Regions from separate parts of the Mus musculus genome. Here regions 2, 3, 4 and 5 are each linked to region 1. Evidence: chromatin contacts called from public promoter capture Hi-C data. All regions are on one chromosome and are shown on one strand. Each heading gives the region's core, a stretch centred on a gene start, on an enhancer-like site or on the middle of the called end of the contact. The rest is flanking DNA. Distances are from core to core; before and after follow the strand shown.

What was found. Promoter capture Hi-C pulls out the DNA fragments that hold promoters and counts their contacts.
Region 2: a contact with region 1 is called in a promoter capture Hi-C map of pre-B cells, with 2.4 times the contacts expected there. The contact joins the promoter of Mcee here to the promoter of Lrrk1 in region 1.
Region 3: a contact with region 1 is called in a promoter capture Hi-C map of liver, with 2.5 times the contacts expected there. The contact joins the promoter of Nsmce3 here to the promoter of Lrrk1 in region 1. A contact is called at or near these places in 3 of 39 promoter capture datasets (the C10 cell line, liver and pre-B cells) and 1 of 115 datasets of contacts at active chromatin or transcription factors (pancreatic cancer cells).
Region 4: a contact with region 1 is called in a promoter capture Hi-C map of liver, with 2.8 times the contacts expected there. The contact joins the promoter of Synm here to the promoter of Lrrk1 in region 1. A contact is called at or near these places in 2 of 39 promoter capture datasets (both in liver).
Region 5: a promoter capture Hi-C map of pre-B cells shows a contact between it and region 1, with 4 times the contacts expected there. The contact joins the promoter of Lrrc28 here to the promoter of Lrrk1 in region 1. A contact is called at or near these places in 11 of 39 promoter capture datasets (the 3T3-L1 cell line, 3T3-L1-derived adipocytes, the C10 cell line and 6 more), 2 of 484 Hi-C or Micro-C datasets (bone marrow-derived macrophages and pre-B cells), 6 of 115 datasets of contacts at active chromatin or transcription factors (acute myeloid leukemia, astrocytes, bone marrow-derived dendritic cells and 3 more) and 2 of 9 other capture datasets (adipose tissue and liver).

What each region holds. Positions count from the first base shown.
Region 1 is chr7:66,385,976-66,390,110 of GRCm38.p6, reverse strand. It overlaps Lrrk1 (leucine-rich repeat kinase 1), which reads left to right and starts at 1,770. Exons shown (of 34, transcript NM_146191.3): 1 at 1,770-1,891.
Region 2 is chr7:64,390,525-64,394,659 of GRCm38.p6, reverse strand. It overlaps Mcee (methylmalonyl CoA epimerase), which reads right to left and starts at 2,038. Exons shown (of 3, transcript NM_028626.2): 1 at 1,817-2,038. The coding sequence starts at 1,862. Mphosph10 (M-phase phosphoprotein 10 (U3 small nucleolar ribonucleoprotein)) reads left to right here and starts at 2,424. Exons shown (of 11, transcript NM_026483.2): 1 at 2,424-2,554. The coding sequence starts at 2,466.
Region 3 is chr7:64,871,147-64,875,281 of GRCm38.p6, reverse strand. Nsmce3 (NSE3 homolog, SMC5-SMC6 complex component) reads left to right here and starts at 2,242. Exons shown (of 1, transcript NM_023239.5): 1 at 2,242-3,600. The coding sequence starts at 2,364. The coding sequence ends at 3,203. The region is part of intron 2 of Fam189a1 (family with sequence similarity 189, member A1); the gene reads left to right.
Region 4 is chr7:67,757,406-67,761,540 of GRCm38.p6, reverse strand. Synm (synemin, intermediate filament protein) reads left to right here and starts at 1,799. Exons shown (of 5, transcript NM_207663.3): 1 at 1,799-2,722. The coding sequence starts at 1,913.
Region 5 is chr7:67,642,851-67,646,985 of GRCm38.p6, reverse strand. Lrrc28 (leucine rich repeat containing 28) reads left to right here and starts at 1,750. Exons shown (of 10, transcript NM_175124.5): 1 at 1,750-1,808. It also overlaps a transcript of Ttc23 not described here.

The sequences.
Region 1 (4,135 bases), core at 521-3,020:
CTCAAAGAAGACATTATGGGATGTTCTAGTTTCAGCTCTTGGTGGGTGCCTACTTTCTAATGCCTACTAGAATCCTTGTAGCCAACTGTGATTGTAGGTGGAGACCGGAAGAGGGTCTTTAAATTATTGTGTGTGTGTGTGGGGGGGGGAGACATCAAACAAAAGTGAGCATTTGGCTGAATAAAATCGAGTGTCAGAAGACAAAAGGAACAGTTAGCCTCCGCAGTGTCATGCTCATTCAGGGAGGTGGGTGGCTGATCTACCTCTGACCACTGTCTATCAGAGGACCCCTTTGTAGACAGGGTAATTCCAACCTCAGACTGAAAGTCAGGGTGGGATGTGAGCAAACCCAAGAAAAACATGGGTCTGCAGGAATGAAAAAGAAGTGAGAAGGAATTTTAGCTATTCTGTAATTGTCTCCTTTGCAAACTTGTGATTAAAACACACCTACTGGGTACAGTTGAATACTGTGATATGGCCATCTCAAAAAAAGCTCATATATGTGTCGAATATTCCAGACCTTTGTTTGCTCGTTTGTTTGTTTTAAATTGGGCACTTTTCTTAACCTATTTCTAAGATTGTTTAAAGTGGAAAATTTCTTGCCACTTAAGCATAGGCAACACAAGTCCTCTTAGTGTGTGTTGGTCCTGGCTCTAGACATGGACTTCCTTTTAGTAACGCTAGGTGGCAGTGATGTATGTATGCCCTGAAGGCGCCACCAAGCCAGGCTCATTCAAACTGCTGACGCCATGCCTTGCAAATTATTAGGGACTTTTCCATAGCAGTCATGTTGCTGGCCTTGCTAATTGGTCTGAGGACCTCGGTGGTGAGGACAGGATTGCAGAACCCCACCTACATTTTTGTAACAGTGTTCGATGGAGGAAAAGAAGAGCGAACGTAGAAGAGCTGCGAGGTTGTGGCCTTGCCAACTAGGGATACAAACTCCAACTCTAAACAAACACTTGAGGTGTTCCCAAAATATCTCAGGCGGCCCACGGCTTCTCAAATTCTGTGAGCTGCCAGTGAGGCGGTCTGTCAATGTTCTTTGCACTTGGTCTCAGGAATATTCATTCTTACCAGTAAGAAGCACTTCGGTCCAGTACTGATTTTCTACCAAGGATTATCTTTTCTCGGGGAAAACGAGCGGAATCCGAAGCTTGCCTGCTGAGTGTATAGCCGCGTTTGGTTATTAACTTCAGTGGAATCAACTGACAACATTCCACCTCATCGCCACAAGCAGCCAGTCAGGGTGGCATGCTCCTGTAATCCCAGCTACTCCGGAGTTCGAAAATCGAAAAATATTCATCAGCTAGTAATATCTTTGCAAACGTCCATAATTTAAGTTAGCGAACTCGTGTGGTGAAAAAGCGCAGTTTACAAAACATCAACTTTTAAAATGTAGTTTCTGCACCGCTCCATAAAGACCTGCACACACATTAATATTCTCGCTCTCTTAATATTTACAGTCACAGTATATGGCCAGCAAACAGGATAAAAATTAATCTGTTACTCGAGCAGGGTAGGAAAGGCACAACCTTGTCACTGTGCCTGTCCGCAGGGAAGGCAGCAAAGCATTCAAATTTGGAGAGGAGTCCACAAAGTTTCAAGACCCAAGCGTCTACCGAGGCACAAGAGCAGTGAGCTTGGTCACCGACATCTTGCAGCTAGGGAAACCGAGGCAGGCCATCCAGGGGAGGTCGGGGCGGCCGACCCTCTGGCACAGCCCTGCTTCCGCGCCACCCGCCCTCTCCGCCCGCCAGGCGGCCGCAGGATTGAGGAAGTGCGTCTGGCCCCCGGCGGCCAGAGCATTGCAGGGCAGAGTACGGTAGGACCGGCAGGCCCCGGCCCTCTGATGTCGCCGATCCGCGGCTTCCAGACCCTGCCGCCGCAGGTAAGTGCTGCTCCGACCCGCGCCCTGTCCGAGGACCCGAGCGAAGCCCGCACCTTAGATCCAAGCTTTGCCCGCACCACCCCGTCCCGCGCCCGGGTCCCCGCGTGCAGCCGCCGTCGCCTGCTTGTGCCCTGCGTCTCGCCTCGCCCCACAGCTCCTCTCCCCAGCTCAGCACCCCGTACCCCGGGCGACCGCGTGCTCCGGACCCCGGCCTGTGTCCGGGACCCGCAGGTCACAGCTCCGGTGGGCGTCTGGAACTCGGGCTGCCCGGGGTCTCTTCGCTGCCTCTCTGGGCTGCGCAGCGACCCTCGCCCCTTGAAGGGTTAAAGCGAGTGCAGAGCTAGAACCCGGGAGCTGGGGCAGCCGAAAACCAGCCTGGGATCGGAGCGGGGCGGGGGCGGGGAGCCGAGTTCAGAAACAAAAGTAGGAAACACTAGGGAGACTACAAAGTTCTTTTGCGTTTGGAAAAAAAAAAAAAAAAAAAAAAGCCTGACTTTTAACTTGGGAGTGGGGGTGGGGTCTAAGCGTGGGAGTTCGTGGGCGCGAGTGGCTGGAGGCAAAGGCCCAGCGAGGCTCTTCCCGCGCGTGCGGGACAGCCGGGTGGTGCTGGATGGTCTGGAGGTCTTCCCCTGCTCCACGCGTGGGGCATGTTTCTCACCCTGTGGTCCCATCACTTTGCCTATGGGCTCTGTTGCTTGGAGCCAGTGGCAGTCCTTAATGGATGAGAACAAGAATTCCTGGAGGGGCAGTAAGAAAGACAGCAATGGAGAGACTCTAGGGATGCTGACAGCCAGTTCAGTCTGGCTTTTAATAGTTTGAGGCCATTACGTTTTTCTCTTACATGATGCTCATCCCTGCAAAAACCGGAGCAGGATAGATAGGGTCTTAAAGGCAAATTCTCTTAGCAAATTCTCACCAAATAACCTATTTTTGATGAGTTGGTCACTCACACTCACATAGCAGCATCAAAGGACCTACGATTTGTACACTTTGAAAAACTTTAGCATTGAATTCTTTCTGTGATTTGGTTTTCATTGTCCTTGCTCATGTTCCAGAAGAATATAGCATACCAACACCTAATTTGTCCTTAGAGGGGCTTTTCTAGTCAGCCAAACGTTTCCTTCCCCCACACCTACAACAGTCTCCTTAATAGTTTGGATATAATTATTATAACTAACTAAATAAACCAGCTAAGGAGATGGCTCAGTATACAAAGCACTTGCTGATCACGTGTGAGGATCTGAATTCAGATTCAGAATCCGCTTAAAGCCAGATGAGACAAAGGTGCAATCCCAGATGCCCCCACTTCAAGATGGGAGATTCCCTGGAAGCTCACTGGTCAGCTAGCTTTGTGTGGGCAACATGAAGAAGAAGCCTTGTCTCAAACATGGTGCAAAGCAAAGACCAACAGCAGGTCATCTGATGATCTCAACACACACATACGGACGCCACACTCACACACACACACAAACATACAAACAGAGAGAGAGAGAGAGAGGGAGAGAGAGAGAGAGAGATATTAAAAATAAGAAGAACCCTAGAAATCATCCCAGAGTAGTCTTGTTGGCTCCATCCCCAAGTGGGCCCAGTCCATTCCCTTCTTCTGTTTTTGAGACACAACAGGGCTGATGCACATACGAACTCCTACACAGTCCAAATTGCCATGTGCCCCTCCCTCCGCTCTGGATATATCGTATATATTCATTCTTTATTTTAATGTTTCTTTTTAAAATTACGTATACAATATATTTTTTCATATGCTTTTCCCTAGCCCCAACTCCTCCCAGATACTTCTCTTTATGCATCCAACTTGATGTTCATTCTGTCAAAAACAAAACAAAGAATACTAAGGCAAACCAGACAAACAAAAAAGGCACACAAAAATCATGGATCTCTCTCTCTCTCTTCTCTGTCTCTGTCTCTCTGTCTCTGTCTCTGTCTCTCTGTCTCTCTGTCTCTGTCTCTCTCTCTCTCTGTCTCTCTCTCTCTCTCTCTGTGTGTGTGTGTGTGTGTGTGTGTGTGTGTGTGTGTGTGTGAGCGCGCGCGCGCGCGCGTACTAGGCATAGGGCCTACCCTGGAGGCATTCGTATGTGTGTGTGAGGCTGATTCTCCTCATCCCAGCTGGTATCACAGTTGCACATAGCTTCTTGGTTGAGAGGTGGGACTTTGTGCCACTTCCCTTTCTTGGTGCTGGGATTTTTGTCTGGTTTGCACCTGTTCAGGCCCGGTGCTTGCTTCCACAGT
Region 2 (4,135 bases), core at 789-3,288, 2.0 Mb after region 1:
AAAATAGGCACACTGAATACCTGAGCTATTTAATCTTTGTTGGGACTCTGTAGGTTGATATTATGGCCTCCATTTTTAGAAATCTGGAATTAGGCCTATCAAGATTAGGTTCTTTGCAACATCACTTTAAATGGCAAAGGCTTGAGTCCAGATTTGTCAGACATCAGAGTTGATGTCGAGAAACTAATGTGTTCTACTCACTCCTTTTCCTTCCATGCTGGGAATCAAACCTATGCCCTTATATAACTTGACAAGTACTTCTCATGAAATTATACCCAGAGTCCTTTGCAAACCCCTTTTTCCCTCAATTGAAAAATACAATCATATTTTAGTTTGATGCAGTTTCATGAATCTTGGGTTGCCCTCAAGCTCGGTGTTTACCGGAGGATGGAGCCATGCATATTTCCCAAGTGCTGAGATTACAGGTATGCACCGCCACACTGGTTTATGTGGGAACGAAGGCTGAACCCAGGCTTTGTGCACTAGGAAAGCACTGCAGCATCTCAGCTACAGTCTCAGCCCAGATTCTCAGTCTTTAGTATCATTAGTATGTCTGACGAGTAATGCCTAATTTCTGAGAGAGAGCTTGCTAAGAGAGGAGTGATTCTGCTTTAGTAGATATTTACAAAAAAACAAACAAACAAACAAACAAAAAACCCAACGTATGATGAGTGAGCTAAGAAGGTGGCTTATATTTGACCCGGCATATATACAACAGGGAGTATTAGCAAAACTCCAGCATTAACTGTTAATCAGAAAATCATTTTCACTTTTGTGCTCTGGCTTTTGCTACAATATACATACACACAGTACTAAGGTGTTTTTGTTTTTGTTTTTGGACAGGGTTTCTCTGTATAGCCCTGGCTGTCCTGGAACTCACTTTGTAGACCAGGCTGGCCTCGAACTCAGAAATCCACCTACCACTGCCTCTGTGATTAAAGGTGTGCGCCACCATGCCCAGCTTTATTTATTTATTTTTTTTGCGCGGGGGTGGGGGGGTGGGGGGGTGGGGTGTTTGTGGCCCATGACTTTGCCTTGGAGACTTGTTTGTTAATGCAGACGAGGAATTTTGTGATTGACTGGAAAGGCTAGAGGGTTCCACAAAAACCAAATTCAACCTAAGAGCAGACTTGGAAAGATGACTAGTTTCCACAGGTGAGCAGACAGAACTCTCCAGGCCTTCCAGTTCATTCGCCTAACACCCTTTAAGCATGCTAGCTAATGGATTTGTCACAATTGTAGCAGAGTAACTCTGGAACCATACTGCCGTATATTTTCTTCCAGGTAGACAATCTCAGACTGAGGGTAGTAACTGCCATCATGAAGAAAGAAGAAAATGGAAGAGAAAGTGAGACAGGCGGGAAAGTTGGGCATCTGTCACCAAGATTCTGCTTATCGATAAAAGAGATGGAGGTCGAAAGAATTCAAGGAACTTACAAATCCTTCCGCTTGTTCCTTTCCTGCTCATGTCAGATGAAAACATTTAGTGTGGTACGTGTGTAAAACAGGCTTGGAGTCACTTTCAGGACTCGCCACTTTGCTCTTTTCTCCTATCTCTTAGAGCACACATATAATAAATAACTCAAGTCCCCTCTAGATTTACTGCAAGTCCTGACTTGCTGTGTTCCTAGGCAGATTACCTGTTTGGTCCACGTTTGCCAAGGGCAACCCCTGTGCACAGAGGACAATAAGGAACTCCCGTGCTAAGAGAGTGCAGCTCCGGGAGCCCAACACTTCAGACCCAGGCCTTGGCCACCCGCGGCCTCCCGTCCAGCGTGCCCCGCACCCGGAGCCCCTGATGGTGCCCCGTATTCACCTGTAGCGCCCGCAGCCAACGCGGCGGCCTTCACTACACGCCTCATGTCCAGAAGCTACAGGCTTGCACAGCGACCTAGGGCAGAGACAACTGGGAGAGTGGGCAGGGGGCGGGGACTGAGGCCCGGGGCGTGTCAAAGCTGAAGTGGGCGTGGAAACGGGGCAGGGACGGGGCGCGAGTCCGGGGTGCCCAATACCCTTCAGGGAGCTAGACCGCTGAAGAGAGCTGGGCGAGCAAGGGGCGGGGCGTGAGACCTGGGGCGGGGTCACGAGACGCGGAGCTTGACTGACGGCGGGACGAGCGGGGGAGTGGCGGGTGCGGCGTGAAGCGACCTTCTTTTTCGTTACATTAAAATACTTATTGTATCGAATGCAAAAGCAGAAAGCAATCACGCGACACCACTGTGGTCTTAGAAATACAAAACATTTGGAGAAAGTGCCAAGGCGCTTGAGATGACCAATGGCTCTTTTCGGTGGTCTGCCCCACCCCTACGCATGCCCAATAGAAGTGTTTGCGGCTATAGGCCGGAACCTGTGTGTGGCGGAACTTTAGGCTCTGAGCTTCAGGTTGCATAAGGCGTGTGTTTGGCGTACTGCTTCCGGCCGGCCGGCCGGCTCGCAGCACTCGCGTGGTGCCGTAGTGTGTAGCTATGGCGCCTCGCGTGTTTCGTCGACAGACTCTGGAACGGTGTCTGAGGGAAATCAGGAAAGCCACCAACCGACCGGAGTGTTTCCTCACGTAAGTACAGATCCAGGTCTGGGAGAGAGCAGCGCGCATCTCACCGGTGCTGGGCGGGCCAGCATATGGCAACTTCTGAAAGCCAGGAAGGGAAAGTACAGGTCGCTTAGCCCCAACTTCAGACAGTTTTTGCTCCGTTGGCCTGTCAAAATGCTAAAAGTAAAAGCGGCTCGGTGCAGATTTCCTAGTTGTGGGCTATTGCACTAAGCCCAGTTATTCGCGTCCAGAGAGGCTCATTGAGGGCGGAATATGCTTTCTGAATTTGTCCCCAAAATACACACTGAAAGTACGTACTTGTTGCTTGTCAATGCATTTTCATGACTTGTGGTGGAGACCCACAGCCAGACAGTAGACGAAGCTCGGAGAAGCCCGCAGAAGAGGGAGGAGGGGTGACTGTAGGAGCCATAGGGGTCCCAGGACACCACAAGAACATGGCCCACAGAATCCACTAACCAGGGCTCAGGGAGGGGCCCACAGAGACTTTACTGGCTATCAAGGAGCCTGCGCTGGTTAGCGCTGGGTCCTCTGCATATATATTGTGATTGTTAAGCTTGGGATTTTTGTGGAACTTGTAGCAGTGGCAGTAGGCTCTTGGAGCTCTTGTACCCCTGCCGGATTGCCTTGAAATGAGGGGTTGTGTTTGGTTGATATCTCTGGAAGCCTACTTTTTCTGAAGAGAAACGGAGGAGTACTGTGGATCTGGAGGAGGTGAGGAGGGAGAAGAGGCTGCAATTGGGATGCTTTGTAGGAAAGAAAAATAAATTTAAAAAAAATAGGAGAGACTTCTTTCTTCCCAGCACTTTGATTAAGTTCTGTAAAATTATGACTCTGACTTATTATTTTTTAAATATTTTTTATTATTACGTATTTTCCTCAGTTACATTTAGAATGCTATCCCAAAAGTCCCCCATACCCTCCCCACTACTTCCCTACCCACCCATTCCCCATTTTTTGGCCCTGGCATTCCCCTGTACTGGGGCATATAAAGTTTGCGTATGACTCTGACTTATAATGAAAATCTTAGCAACAGTATCACAGACTCATTGTGTCCAAAATAGAGCTCCTTACCCCCTCCTGTACTCTTCTCTCCCCTGAAGTCATTTCCCTGTTTCCATTACGTTTACGGCCCCACGAAAAGGCAGTTCTATCATTTCATTTATTTAGATTCAGCTAGTCTGCTTCCTTGATGCTTTCATTTTTCTCTGTCCTATTTTCTCTATCCCCTTTAGCATCCTGCCTACGCTATATTTAGACACTGATTCCTAGTTGTCATACTGACTGCGTCTCCAACATAAAAATCCTTTGCGATGCTTCATCAGCTTTCTAACAACTCAACTCTATCGTGCTTTTTGTTTCCACATTGTAAATTATCATTTCAAACTTCAGCCTGCAACTCTGTTCTCATTACGCTTAAAGTGTTCCTGTCTTAGAACTCTGCGTGGTTTCTGTCTTGCCACCCCCCCCCCCCCAGCTTCTATAACCTCAGCCGTACACTCTGCCTCCTCAGTCACACTACAGCTGTCTTGGTCTTTCTGTTCTTCACATTGTCTGAAAACCAGAGTTATGTGTTTCCACATCTGT
Region 3 (4,135 bases), core at 993-3,492, 1.5 Mb after region 1:
GAAAGGTGTTTTGAGATTTAAAACTGTATCCTTCTTCCTGTGTTTTGAGTCATGATCATCTGCTGTCTGTGTGGGGGGTGCTGCTAAAAGATGCTGTGGTTTCTAGTCTTGGGTGCTAGCCTAGCTTCTGGAGTCGCATGGTTCTCTGTGAAGAAATTAACACAGAAAATACTGAAACGCAGCCTGATGGCTGACAGCAGCTCTCATCTTATTTTCCTTTTCTCTCTTATCTCTTGGCTGCTGAAATTGTTTGGCTCAAGGCACAACTGATCCTTCTGGAGGGACCTTTTTGCAGATTTTTTAGATCGCAGGAGGCTTTGATGAACTTAAATACAGAATTCAGTATGCAGGGAAACTGAAGCAGATGAATGGAAGAGTGTCATGATGCTGTGTTTTATTTAGTTGGTCTCGGTCCATTTTGTGTTGCTGTAAAATAATGCACAGAGTGAGTAAACTGGAAATAGGAGAATTGTCCTCCACTCGTGACTCTGAAGGGTGGGAGGACTAGGGGCCAGGTACCACATCTGTGGAGCATCACTGTGTCGTGAGAGGTTTAGAGAGTACAATGGCAAAATTGATTTAATCTTAACTCATTACAGAGAACATGGCATTCATTCACTCATGAGGACAAAGCCCTCTTCAGTGGGGGGATTACATTTCCAACATGCAAGCTTTAAAGGACACATTCAAACTGTTGCAGCCTCTGCCATTGCGACCAACCTTTGATGATGTCTTCGTAGACCCTGTATGGAATAGAAAGTTACTGCTCAAAGCTCACTAGATTTCAGAACACTTGAATCACAACATGGGGTGGGATTTTATATTAGCATTGCAGGTCCCATTATCAGAGTGCATTTTCATATTGAATTATAAACAAAAATTTTATGCTGCTTACATTTAATGAAATTTTAATAAGGCCATGTTTTGGTGTTATTATTCAAATAATGTGATCTGAATTGCTTTCCTCTGAATATATTTGCATTAAGGAGGAAATCAATTTGAGTTCGTTCTCTGAATAGTTTACCTATTTTCTTGGTAGCTTTAAAAAAGAGAGAGGAAAACTCAGTTCCGTTGTCAGTAAATGGAGAAGAAACCCATTTGCTGAGATCCACAGCAGTAATAGCAACAGACTGCTGATGGTTTGAGTTAATGAAATGACTCATTTTGTCTATTAGAGTTGCACAATTTAAACCATCTACAAGCCACACACACCACAAATTATAAAGGATGATAGCTCTTCTCTTTCTTATTGAGATTTTAAAGCTTATATATTAAGAGAGAGAATTAAGAAATTCACATTATTGCTACTCCCAATCATTGGTAACCTAAATTAAATGGTAATCTCTGGAGAGAGCAAGTGCCTCTGGGGTTAGCATTCCTCTAACATGTTTCTGCTAAAATTGTGGATGTGGGTCCGCGGCAGTTTTCCCAAACATGTCTTCCAAAAGGTCAGTCCACATTACCAAACTAAGTCACGTTATTGGCAGTGCTTACGTGGTTTCTCATGGTCATCTAACTGAAATTCAATGAAGAGAATGTGAACCTGAAAATTGCAGAAGTCTTGCTTTTAAGAATAACTTCCCTTACAGACTCAAGGGATTGTACAGAAATTAACTGGCCAGGTGGGAATGAACTCTGCCAAGGACAGATACCGGGACAGGGTCCCCTAGTCTGTCATGTCCCGCATTTGGTGCACAAGTCAACACTTTTTTTTATTTGGGGGGGGGGGGGGGTTCGAAACAGGTTTTTTCTGTGTAGCCCTAGCTGCACCGGAACTCACTCTGTAGACCAGGCTGGCCTCGAACCCAGAGACCTGCCTGCCGCTGCCTCCCAAGTGCTGGGAGTAAAGGCGTGCGCCACCACTGCCCGGTAACTCTTTTTTTTTTTTTCTTGACTTTCCAGATCTTTTCCTCCTCTCCCTTTATTTTCCCACCCGCACACATTTATCCTTTGTGTTCCATAGACAAACTTTGTAGCTTAAAAACTAACCAAAAACTATTAGACGTGTCTAAACAGGTGTGCCCTAGAACTCAACCGCACACTTGCCGAGAAGTTTTGGTTCTTGTTTTCTATTTATATGAGCTCATAAACACCATTCAATTCTCATTAAAACTGGGGATAAAGCCCAGGAGGAGCTGCTGCCAGCGCCGAGGCCCTCCGCATGCGCAGTAGCTATGAAGAGTCCCCGCCCCCGCAGGCTGGCTCCCAGTCGTATCGCTCCGCCTCCCGGACGCAGCGCGCCGGCGACGTGACGTCACGCGCGCGCCGCAGCTTCTCTCCCAGCCTCTGGGGCGCGCTCGCTCGGCGGAGTCTTCTGGCGGTTGCTGCTCCCGATCGCGGCCTGCTCTCCGCCGACCGGGGACATGTTGCAGAAGCCGAGGGGCCGCGGTCGGCCCAGCACGCAGGCTGACCCGGAGCGGGACTGGGGAGGCGCTGGCGAGGAAGGACCCAGCACGTCCCGCGCCGCGGGCGGCTCCTCCCAGGGCTCCCGCGCTTCCCTGTCGGCCCCGACCGTGGGGCCGCGCACTCAGAAGCAGCTGGAGCTGAAGGTGGCCGAGCTGGTGCAGTTCCTGCTGATCAAGGACCAGAAGAAGATCCCGATCAAGCGGACGGACATCCTGAAGCACGTGGTGGGCGACTACCGGGACGTGTACCCCAACCTTCTGAAGCTGGCCGCCGAGCGCCTGCAATACGTGTTCGGGTACAAGCTGGTGGAGCTGGAGCCCAAGAGCCACAGCTACATCCTCATCAACATGCTGGAGCCGGTGGAGGCGGATGCGGAGATGAGGGGCGATCAGGGTACCCCCATCTCGGGCCTGCTTATGATAGTCCTGGGGCTTATCTTCATGAAAGGCAACACCATCACCGAGACTGAGGTCTGGGACTTCCTGCGACGGCTCGGAGTGTACCCCACTAAGAAACACTTAATTTTTGGCGACCCAAAGAAACTCATTACCGAAGACTTTGTGCGGCAGCGCTACTTGGAGTACCGGAGGATACCCCACACCGATCCTGTGGACTATGAATTACAGTGGGGCCCGCGAACCAACCTGGAAACCAGCAAGATGAAAGTTCTTAAGTTTGTGGCCAAAGTCCATAACCAGGACCCCAAAGACTGGCCCACACAATACTGCGAGGCTTTGGCAGATGAGGAGAGTAGGGCTAGACCTGCAACTGCTAGTGCCCCAGCCACATCCTCTTGAACTCTTTGAGTTATGGTCTGAGGGACTCTGGAGATCCAGTATAAAAGAACAGGGGGAATGGGGGTCGGAGGAAGCTTGATTCTGCTACGCATAAAGGCCTTGGAGCGTTAGGATGTGTTGCAGGGTTTTTTGTTTGATTTTTTTATTATTATTATTATGGTTTGGAGCTTTAAATTTTCATTTAATTGTCTTTTTGTTTATAAAGAGTTTTCTAACTTTCTAAACCTAAATGAAATTGTATGATGCCAAACATATTCAAGAAGGAACACTTTGGTAAATTGCTTTGATGTTCTAGACGATAAAGAAACAGGGTAGCTATTATCTTAATGACTAGTTCCTGGGGAAAAATAAAAGTCTTTTTAAAATTGAAAATAAAATTGTTTTAGCTTCTTGTCAACACAGCTTTAAATATACATATTCTGTTGGGTGTGAGCACTTGTGGTCCCACGAAATCTATGTGATGTGTTTTCTAGCATTTTTATATTCATAATCATAATTCTGTTGTCCTATGGGTTCTACTTAAGATTCTTTTCTAGTATAACAAATACTATACTTTTGAGTCAGTTCACCATTATTATTATTATTGTTTCCCTGTTAGAAATTGCGGCTAAAAAGGAAATGTCATGATTCCAGACTTTTTTTTTTTTTCCATGATAAGCTAAGTCAATGGTGTTGCAGAAGTGTGTGAATGTGTATTAGAGCAAGTTGTAAAAATCGTTAGGTCTCCGGTTTATAAAACAGTGTCGTGTCGTATCGATTAACCAGGCCTGATTGGGAACCACACTGCCCAAGTGCAGATCCTGTTCCACCAGAAGAATTTAGCTTGTGTATCTGTAGAATCAAGTGTGCCCTTAAGGTGAATAAATAGGAAACGAGATAAAGCTGAGCAAAGCCCTGGTGTGGAAGAATAGTTCTTTAGAAGAACTCAGGGT
Region 4 (4,135 bases), core at 550-3,049, 1.4 Mb before region 1:
CACAGTCATATATTTAAGGACACTAGCCCATGTCTCCGAATCTCAGTTCTGAGGATTAAGTCTGATCAGTGGGATATTGTTTTGCAATAGTAAGCAGTAGCACAAGTTTTTGACTTTGTCTTTCTTCTGCTAAGCTATGCCCCCAGAGCAGTCATCTCCTGAGAGATGGGTTTACAGCAGAAGTGAGGAGAAGTTTTGAGTTTTACAATTCAACACTCGGGGTGGGGGTGGGGGGAAGCAAGAAAAACCCAAGGAGTCAGAGCAAAGCAACCTCTTAATTGGGGCCAATGATGTGTGATGGCTCCCTACCTCTAGACAGAACTGGAAGTCTGGACATTCAATATGATGAGAGTTAACGGTTCCAGCTGAGTCCAGGTGACTCTGTAGCTGCCCTGTGAGGGTCGGCTGTTGTGGGGTGGTCAAGGCCAGGGCGCTCAGGATGAGTAATCTAGAAGGTTGAGTGATGATCACCAAGGACCAAAGTGTTGATGTGCCCCTGTGGATGGGAGAACGGAAGAACAGAGTCCAGGGCTCCCAGGCCAATGCCTTGGTGCTGAATACCCCCCACCCCCCTACTTAGGGCCACCTGTGCCTATTCCTGCGCTCTGTAATGCTACTGACTCTGGCTACCATCCTTTGTAACTGTCGTGTAATGCAATGAGATGCAAGTATGCACAAACTGAGAGAGCTGTGGTTTCTATGGCAATTAAACTAAGTGCTTTAAGGGCACACTGCTGAAAGAAGAGACAGCGGCCCCCCTCCCAGGCTGTCATAATGGGGGTGTGTATAAGGCAGTTGCAAAAGTCTGGAGAGATGGTAGGTGTCTAGAATGTTCTGTGCTCAGAGCACTTCAAAGTCTTTCTAGGTTCTTTCTCCACCAGAATGATGCTAATATTGCAAAGCATAAAGTCCCATGAAGGTGGTTTGTGCAAGTAAGAAGGTAACAGCGTTTCCCACTCTGCGTGGAAAGGAAATCTTACCTAAACATATAATATTGGCAAATGGAGATGCATTCATGCCAGAAGTTAAAAATGTATATGTAGGGCTGAAGACATGACTCAGTGGTTAGGGGCACTGGCAGCAGAGCATGTGGTTTCAATTCTCAGTACCCACATTTTGGCTAACAACTGCCTTTAACTCCAGTTTCACGGGGATTTGACGCCCTCTTCTGGCGTCTGTGTGCACCGTCGTGGTACAAATACATGCAGGCAAAACACTCACACACATAAAAAATAAAAGCAAAATTACTGAAATGGTCTTAGTTTAAAAAACATAACAGGTATATGTGTATATACGGATGTGCAATATACATGCGCAAAGTTGTTTTGTGGTGGTGGATATTGATATCCAGGCCTGGCATATTCTTTATCTGGCAAGCTCTTTATTGTTGAACTATAACTCTAGTTTAAAGAATACACCTCCTGCCCCTCATCTCCAGAGCAACCAATTAGAAGCTTCCTCTACGAAAAGGATCTCTCATTTAATGGCAACTATTTTTCATTAAAGAAAGCTGGGACTCAGGGGTGCCTTAGTTGCGCCCTAGGAGTAGCAACGGGGAGCCTCATAAGGTGTCCCAGATAGCCAGCACGCAGTAATCCGACAACCCACGTGGGATTACCCTGGGCCACCAGGGGGGCCAGTGCTGGGCAGCCTCGCCATGGCCCGATCTGTCCGGCAGGGGGCGCTGTCCGGCCGCAGTGGCCGCGCGGGCCGCGTCCTGATTGGCTGGAGGCGATGGCCCAAGTCCACAGCCGCGCGACCGGGCCACTAAGTGGGGAAGCTCGCCAGTCGGTGCGCCAGTCCAAGGGCCTCCGAGGCAGCGGCGCGGCGGGCGCGGCGCGGCGGGGCGGAGGGGACAAGATCAGGGCAGGAGGCAAGCGGCTAATCGAAAGGGTCCGGCACACCCAGCAAGATGCTGTCCTGGCGGCTGCAGACGGGCTCTGAAAAGGCGGAGCTGCAGGAGCTCAACGCCCGGCTTTACGACTACGTGTGCCGGGTGCGAGAGCTGGAGCGCGAGAACCTGCTACTGGAGGAGGAGTTGCGCAGCCGGCTGAGCCGGGAGGACCGCTGGGCTGAGGATCAGGCACTCTACGCCGAGGAGGCGCGCAGCCTACGACAGCAGCTAGATGAACTGAACTGGTCCACAGCCCTGGCCGAGGGCGAGCGCGACGCGCTGCGGAGGGAACTGCTGGAGCTGCAGCGGGAGGGTGTGGAAGCCGGCACTGCCCGCAGCCGCCTGGATGCCGAGCTGGGAGCGCAACGGCGGGAGCTAGAGGAGGCTCTGGGCGCGCGCGCCGCCCTCGAGGCGCTGCTGGGCCGGCTGGAAACTGAGCGCCGCGACTTGGACGCTGCCCACGAACGCCAAGTGCGAGATCTACGAGCCCGCGCTGCCAGCCTCACCATGCACTTCCGAGCCCGCGCCACCAGCCCCGCCGCGCCCCCGCCGCGCCTGCGGGACGTGCACGACAGCTACGCCCTGCTGGTGGCCGAGTCGTGGAGGGAGAGCGTGCAGCTGTACGAGGACGAGGTGCGCGAGCTGGAGCAGGCGCTGCGCCGCGGCCAAGAGAGCCGGCTCCAGGCGGAGGACGAGGCGCGGCTGTGCGCGCAGGAGGCAGACGCGCTGCGGAACCAGGCGCTGGAGTTGGAGCAGCTGCGCGCGAGGCTGGAGGATGAGCTGCTGCGGATGCGCGAGGAGTACGGGATGCAGGCGGAGGAGCGGCAGGTCCGTGGGCAGGGACCGCGCCCCTTCCCTAATAGCCTGTACACGCACCCCTGTGCACCCAGTAGGCGAGCAGCAGGGGTTCCCGGGACACCCAGCTGGTTCAGCCCCACCCAGGGAAGCGTACGCTGCCAGCAGCTTTGCTATTTATGAAGCGACGGGATTCTGGCATATAGCTAGTCTAAGAATAAGGGGTTGGTGCAATGATCCTTAAATCGGAGGACTGACGCCATGTGACAGGTCCCGGTGGCTAGCCTAGTGCCCATCATCCTGTTAGTTGGATTACCTTTAGATCCAGACGTGTCTAGGCACATCCTGATCAACGATCCTGTTAGTTCTGTTTTTGTTCTCTCCTCTCCTCTCCTCTCCTCTCCTCTCCTCTCCTCTCCTCTCCTCTCCTCTCCTCTCTTCTTTTCTTTTTCTTTTTCCTGCGCTTTTGTAGAGCTTGTAGCCTGAAATCCAAAACTCAGCCCAGACTTCAGACCTGGATAGGCAACACATTGAGAGGTTGCAAGGCACTGCCAAGTCCTCCCCAGGAGGCTCACCATGCTTAAAGAGGGCTCCAAGCACCTTTTTGTTTTGTTTTGTTTTGTTTTGTTTTTGTTTGCCAGAATGATTTCCCAGCTGGAGACAGCTGCTTGTAGCTCCTCGAGCAGATGTCTTATTTTTCTGGTTTTTGTTTCTTCCCGCGAGAGGACTAAGTAACTGTCATACAGAAAAAGGGTCAGAGTTGTTTTGCTCACAGTACGAGCTGAGGGCAGATCTCTGGGTTGTGTAAAAACCAGGAGAAAGCAGGACCCTGTGGTGAGATGTTATTACAACTACAGACTAATATAAACGGTTCTTATGTCAGAGCAGCTGAGCTCTAACCCTCTGACGATGTGTGCGGATACCTGTGGCTGATTTATTCTCTGGACGCTCAGTTTGGCCCTAGTGTTTGGCTCCCAACCTAGCTCACTCCCAGCCAGAATTGGAATTACTCCCAAATCACACGATGAGGGGCTCTCAGGAAGTTGGTCTGGAGTAAGATGAGCACAACTTCAAGAAATATTTGAAGAGAAGAGTTTGCAGCTAGGAGCTGAAGGTTGGAGATGTTGTGATGTCATTTTCTAAAATGTGTGGAGTGGATGACTGGGGTGATGTGACCAGCAGCTGGTAGTCAGCATCTCTTTTTTTTTTTTTTTTTTTTTTTTTTTCTGGTTCCCCAGCGATGGGCTAGGATTTTGGTAGCCAAAGAGCTGGAGAGTGGGTGGGAGATCATGGACCTTGAAGAAGCTCTGGCTTTAAGGTTCTTATAACAGCCTAACCTTTTCCCACTAATAAAATCTTCAGGAGCAAATCTGAGACAGAGAAGCAGAGTTCCCCAAATGGAGGAAAGACTAGGAATTGGAAGTATGTATAGAATCACTGTCCAGC
Region 5 (4,135 bases), core at 501-3,000, 1.3 Mb before region 1:
TTCCTTTTCTTGTGAACTCCAATTATTAGTATTATATATACATGTATATTGAAATCATAATTACATCGCTTCCCTTTTCTTCCCTTCTGACCAAGCCTCCCATGTAGCCCTCCTTTGCTCTCTTTCATATTCATGGCCTCTTTTTTCTTTAATTGTTGTTGTTAGTTGAGAGAGAGAGAGTTTTCAGGGCTGGCCATTTGGTATTGGTTAATCAGTTGATGTGCTTTTCCTGGGGGAATACTATTTCTCCTGAGCTCAGCATTCTTTAGTTACCTGTAGTGTCATATTATTTTTACTTACAGATAATTAGATAGATGGCTGGATAGTTAAAATAAGGATGCCTAACAAGAAGCCCCTATGCAAATTAACAAACATCCTTTTGTTTTTGTTTTGTCGAGCCAGGACTGATCAAAAGCTCATCAATTTTTTTTAAAGGACAAAGAATAAGGTTTTCTGTTTGTTTTTAAAAAGATGTATTTATTTTATGTATGTGCATACACTGTCTCTCTCTTCAGACAACCCAGAAGAAGGCATCCGAGTCCATCAGATTAATTAGATGGTTGCGAGACACCATGTGGTTGCTGGAAATTGAACTGAGGACCTCTGAAAGAGGAGTCAGTGCTCTTAACCCCTGGGCCATCTCTCCAACCCCCAAAGGGTAAGTCCTAATGGGGGGCGGGGGATGGATTTGAGACACCTCATGTACATAATGGGTTTCGTCAAACAATAGAGTTAAGTCTTAGAGGAAATTTTAAAGATCGAAAGTTGTTGCATCTCTGTGCACTGCATTTAAAAAAATGTTCACTTTTCTTCCCTGGTACTGGGGCTTGACCTGAGTGCCTCTACTGAGCTACGCACCTGCACCCTTTCTTTTTGAAATACTTGTGATTGGTTTCACCTACAGCCTCAGCCTTAGAGTAGCAGAGGCTTGCTGCATCAGAACAATCGGGTTTTTAGTCTTAAGGTATTCATCGACCGTCTACTTAGCCATACAGGAACTGCCAGGTTATTTCACCAAATTGTGATTGTCCTCAGTTATTTCTCACACTAGGGCCTGTTTCTTTTTAAATTTTTATTTACGAGGCAGTGCCTTCACGTAGCTGAGGCTGGCCTTTACTCCTGTCTCCACTTTCAGATCACTGGGATTCAGGCGTGCAGCACCATGCCTGCGCCACGCTTGTCTAAAGGTAGACACCACCTTCGGCAGCGATCAGTGAGCGTTCGGAGACATTAAATCCGGTGCTTAAGTTCTGCTTGTTGACTCCATTGACTTGCGTTACCTAAGCCCGACGGCTTCTGTTTAAGTCAGACTGGCGGTGGAACAGTAGCCGGAATGGCTGATCGAACAGATGCAAGGCTACACAGGGCGATGCCAGGGATTTAATCGCTCGACGTCGAGTTTGACTGTTGGCAGCGGAATGAATGTGTGACTAAAAGAACTGACTGGAGACGCTGAGGCTGGCGCCATCTAAACAACCCACCTAAACGCTAACGCAGTACACCCACTTTCTGAACACCCAGCTCCAAGCCGGAGCCGGAAGCCAGGACGCTAGAGGAAGTCGCGCTCTCAGCCAATAAGCGTCTGGTTCTGAAAATGACTCTCTCATCCCGCCTATTGTAGGACAGCGAGAACTGAGGCGAACTATCGCGAGGTTTCGTTGCCCTGGCCCCCTTCTTCCCCGAACCCTACTCCAGTTAGCCAGGCCCGCCTCTCCGCAGGCTCCGCCCCGTAGCCCCGCCCTCCCTGTGTTTTTAGACTGCCTACCAGCGCAGCCTGAGCCGCTGAGTGCCGGTCAGCGGGCGCCGAGGTGAGTGTCCGGTCTCCAGGCTCACAGGTCGAAGCCGCTGGCTCGACTCCCCGTGGGGACGCTTCATCCCCGTCGCCACAGAAGCGCCTGGGCCTCTGGGAGAGGAACAGTGGGTTGTCCGGCCTTGGATCCCCACCGCTGCCGTGTCCTCCATGGCCCCTGGTACCAGAGTATCCCGGTATCATCATCTGAGTCCCTGCCCCTGGGCTCCCTGCTTCCGAATTCTTACGACCTTTAGACTCGAACTAACTCGGGCAAAACCAAGACGTCTGGTAGTTTTTCTCCTGGAGAAAACAGCCTTTTACAGATGTTTGTAGTATGCAGTTTGTCTCTGATCTCCAGTGTTAGAGAGCCGGCTTGTGTATTCCGTCAAATTAAGTACTGGGAAGTCAGTTATGGGCTACTCTTTAAAATACCTGTACTTAAAATGGGGATATACTTGAGAGATTATTGTGTTTCTCCTGAGAAGACTGGTGTTGGACTTTCAGAAAACTGAAGGAGCAAATGTATCTAGTCAATACCCGTTACATTATTTACAGTAACCGTGGGCAGGGGGTGACGTTTTGAAAGGGCCAGGAGAACTTAAAAAGGCTGTATTGCCAGTGAGTGCATATTGGGAAGCCAAGAGTACGTTCATCTTTGGAAGCTTTTGGATTTCATTTGCATACACGTAATTTCCGAGTTTGTACGAAGATGCATTTCAGCAGAGCCTAATGATGCTTTTGAAGTAACCGGTGCCAGGTGGAACATTCAGAGAGAGCCATCTGGCTACAGGGAGTGAAGATTTTGAATATGGTTTTTTAGTTTGCAAAAGGGAAACTTTCTTGTGTGTAATCTTTGGCTGTTTTATAAGAATGACACAATGGCTACATTTTATAATTGTAAAAGGCTGCGTTATAGGAAAGGTGGTGCCCAGACTTTGGAGTTAGGACCACCTGCATTTCGGTTGTAGCAAAGTACCTCATCTGTAAAGTGGATTAATGTCTGCTGTGCTGCTTGGCTGTGAAGAATAAGATATTTATGACAGCGAGTTTAAATTGTCTGTGAGTGATCTCAATGGGTAGATTAAAAAAAATCAACCTTGGAACAGTTACTCTGATTTCATCCACTTATTAGCTGTTTGAAAGCTAAAAGTATTTTAGAAACTGTATTATGCAGGCATGCAGAAATGAAGAAACTAACATTCCTCTGGATTTAGGGTTTTACAGACTCTCATCTAAATTGTCCGTAAACAGGTGTGCATATCTATCTAGATCTATAGACATATAATATAAAACAAATAGTAAAAACTGAACAACTGGCTTGCTCTGAGAGAGAGCCAAGGAAATAAATAGTTTGGGATAGGGAGGTGAGTTTAATGTTGAAACCTGCAAGACGAGAGAGGCATTTCCAGCCTAAGAGGAGAGCAGCAACTTCTTGGAGAAGTTTGGTAGCTCCCGGGATTAAGAGAGGTCAGGAACTTGGTGAATGCCACAGAGGAAGCTGGACAGGCAGGTTGGGCCCGATGGTCAAGGAAGCTTTGTAAGGCTTTGCTTTTCTCAATAAGGAGTTGCTAAAGGATTTGTTTAGTAAGACGTACCTGAGAGGAAGAGGTGCAATTATGAGTGTGTTTTCAGAGGCCCATTGCTGTGATTGATACGTAGGGAGTGATGCAAGTGGACATGTGGAGGCCAGGGGCACAGCTAGCCAAGGCAGGAGATGGCGGTGGCTTATGGGTTGGGCAGCTGGAGAGAGATGGCTGGAACTGAGATGTATTTGGAAAGAGAGACCCTGGCCTTGATTGAAGAAACTGTGATGGACAGGAGGTTATCCTTTTCTGACTCCCAGCTGCGCTGCTGTGTGGCTAGAAGGGTGCTTCCCCCACATTTGCTGAGACAGGAAAACCTGGTGATGAGCTCTGACAGCTGTTGGGAAGGTATGACATTGGCCATGCCGTAAGACATCAAAGAACCACTCCCGCTTACTCAGTGCATAGTTGTATGACATTGGGGATGCTGTAAGACATCTAAACCACTCCCCGTACTCAGTGCATTAATTACCCTTCTGGAGTAATTGTTCTGGCTTTGTCTCCATACAAAAGCATTGATGGGACCAGTATAGCCAGTGCTATAGTTCCCTTCACTTTATATAAAGACCCCTGGTAGCCGGGCGTGGTGGCGCACACCTTTAATCCCAGCACTCAGGAGGCAGAGGCAGGCGGATTTCTGAGTTCGAGGCCAGCCTGGTCTACAAAGTGAGTTCCAGGACAGCCAGGGCTATACAGAGAAACCCTGTCTCGAAAAACCAAAATAAAATAAAGTAAAGATGCCTGGCAATAAAGTGAGGAA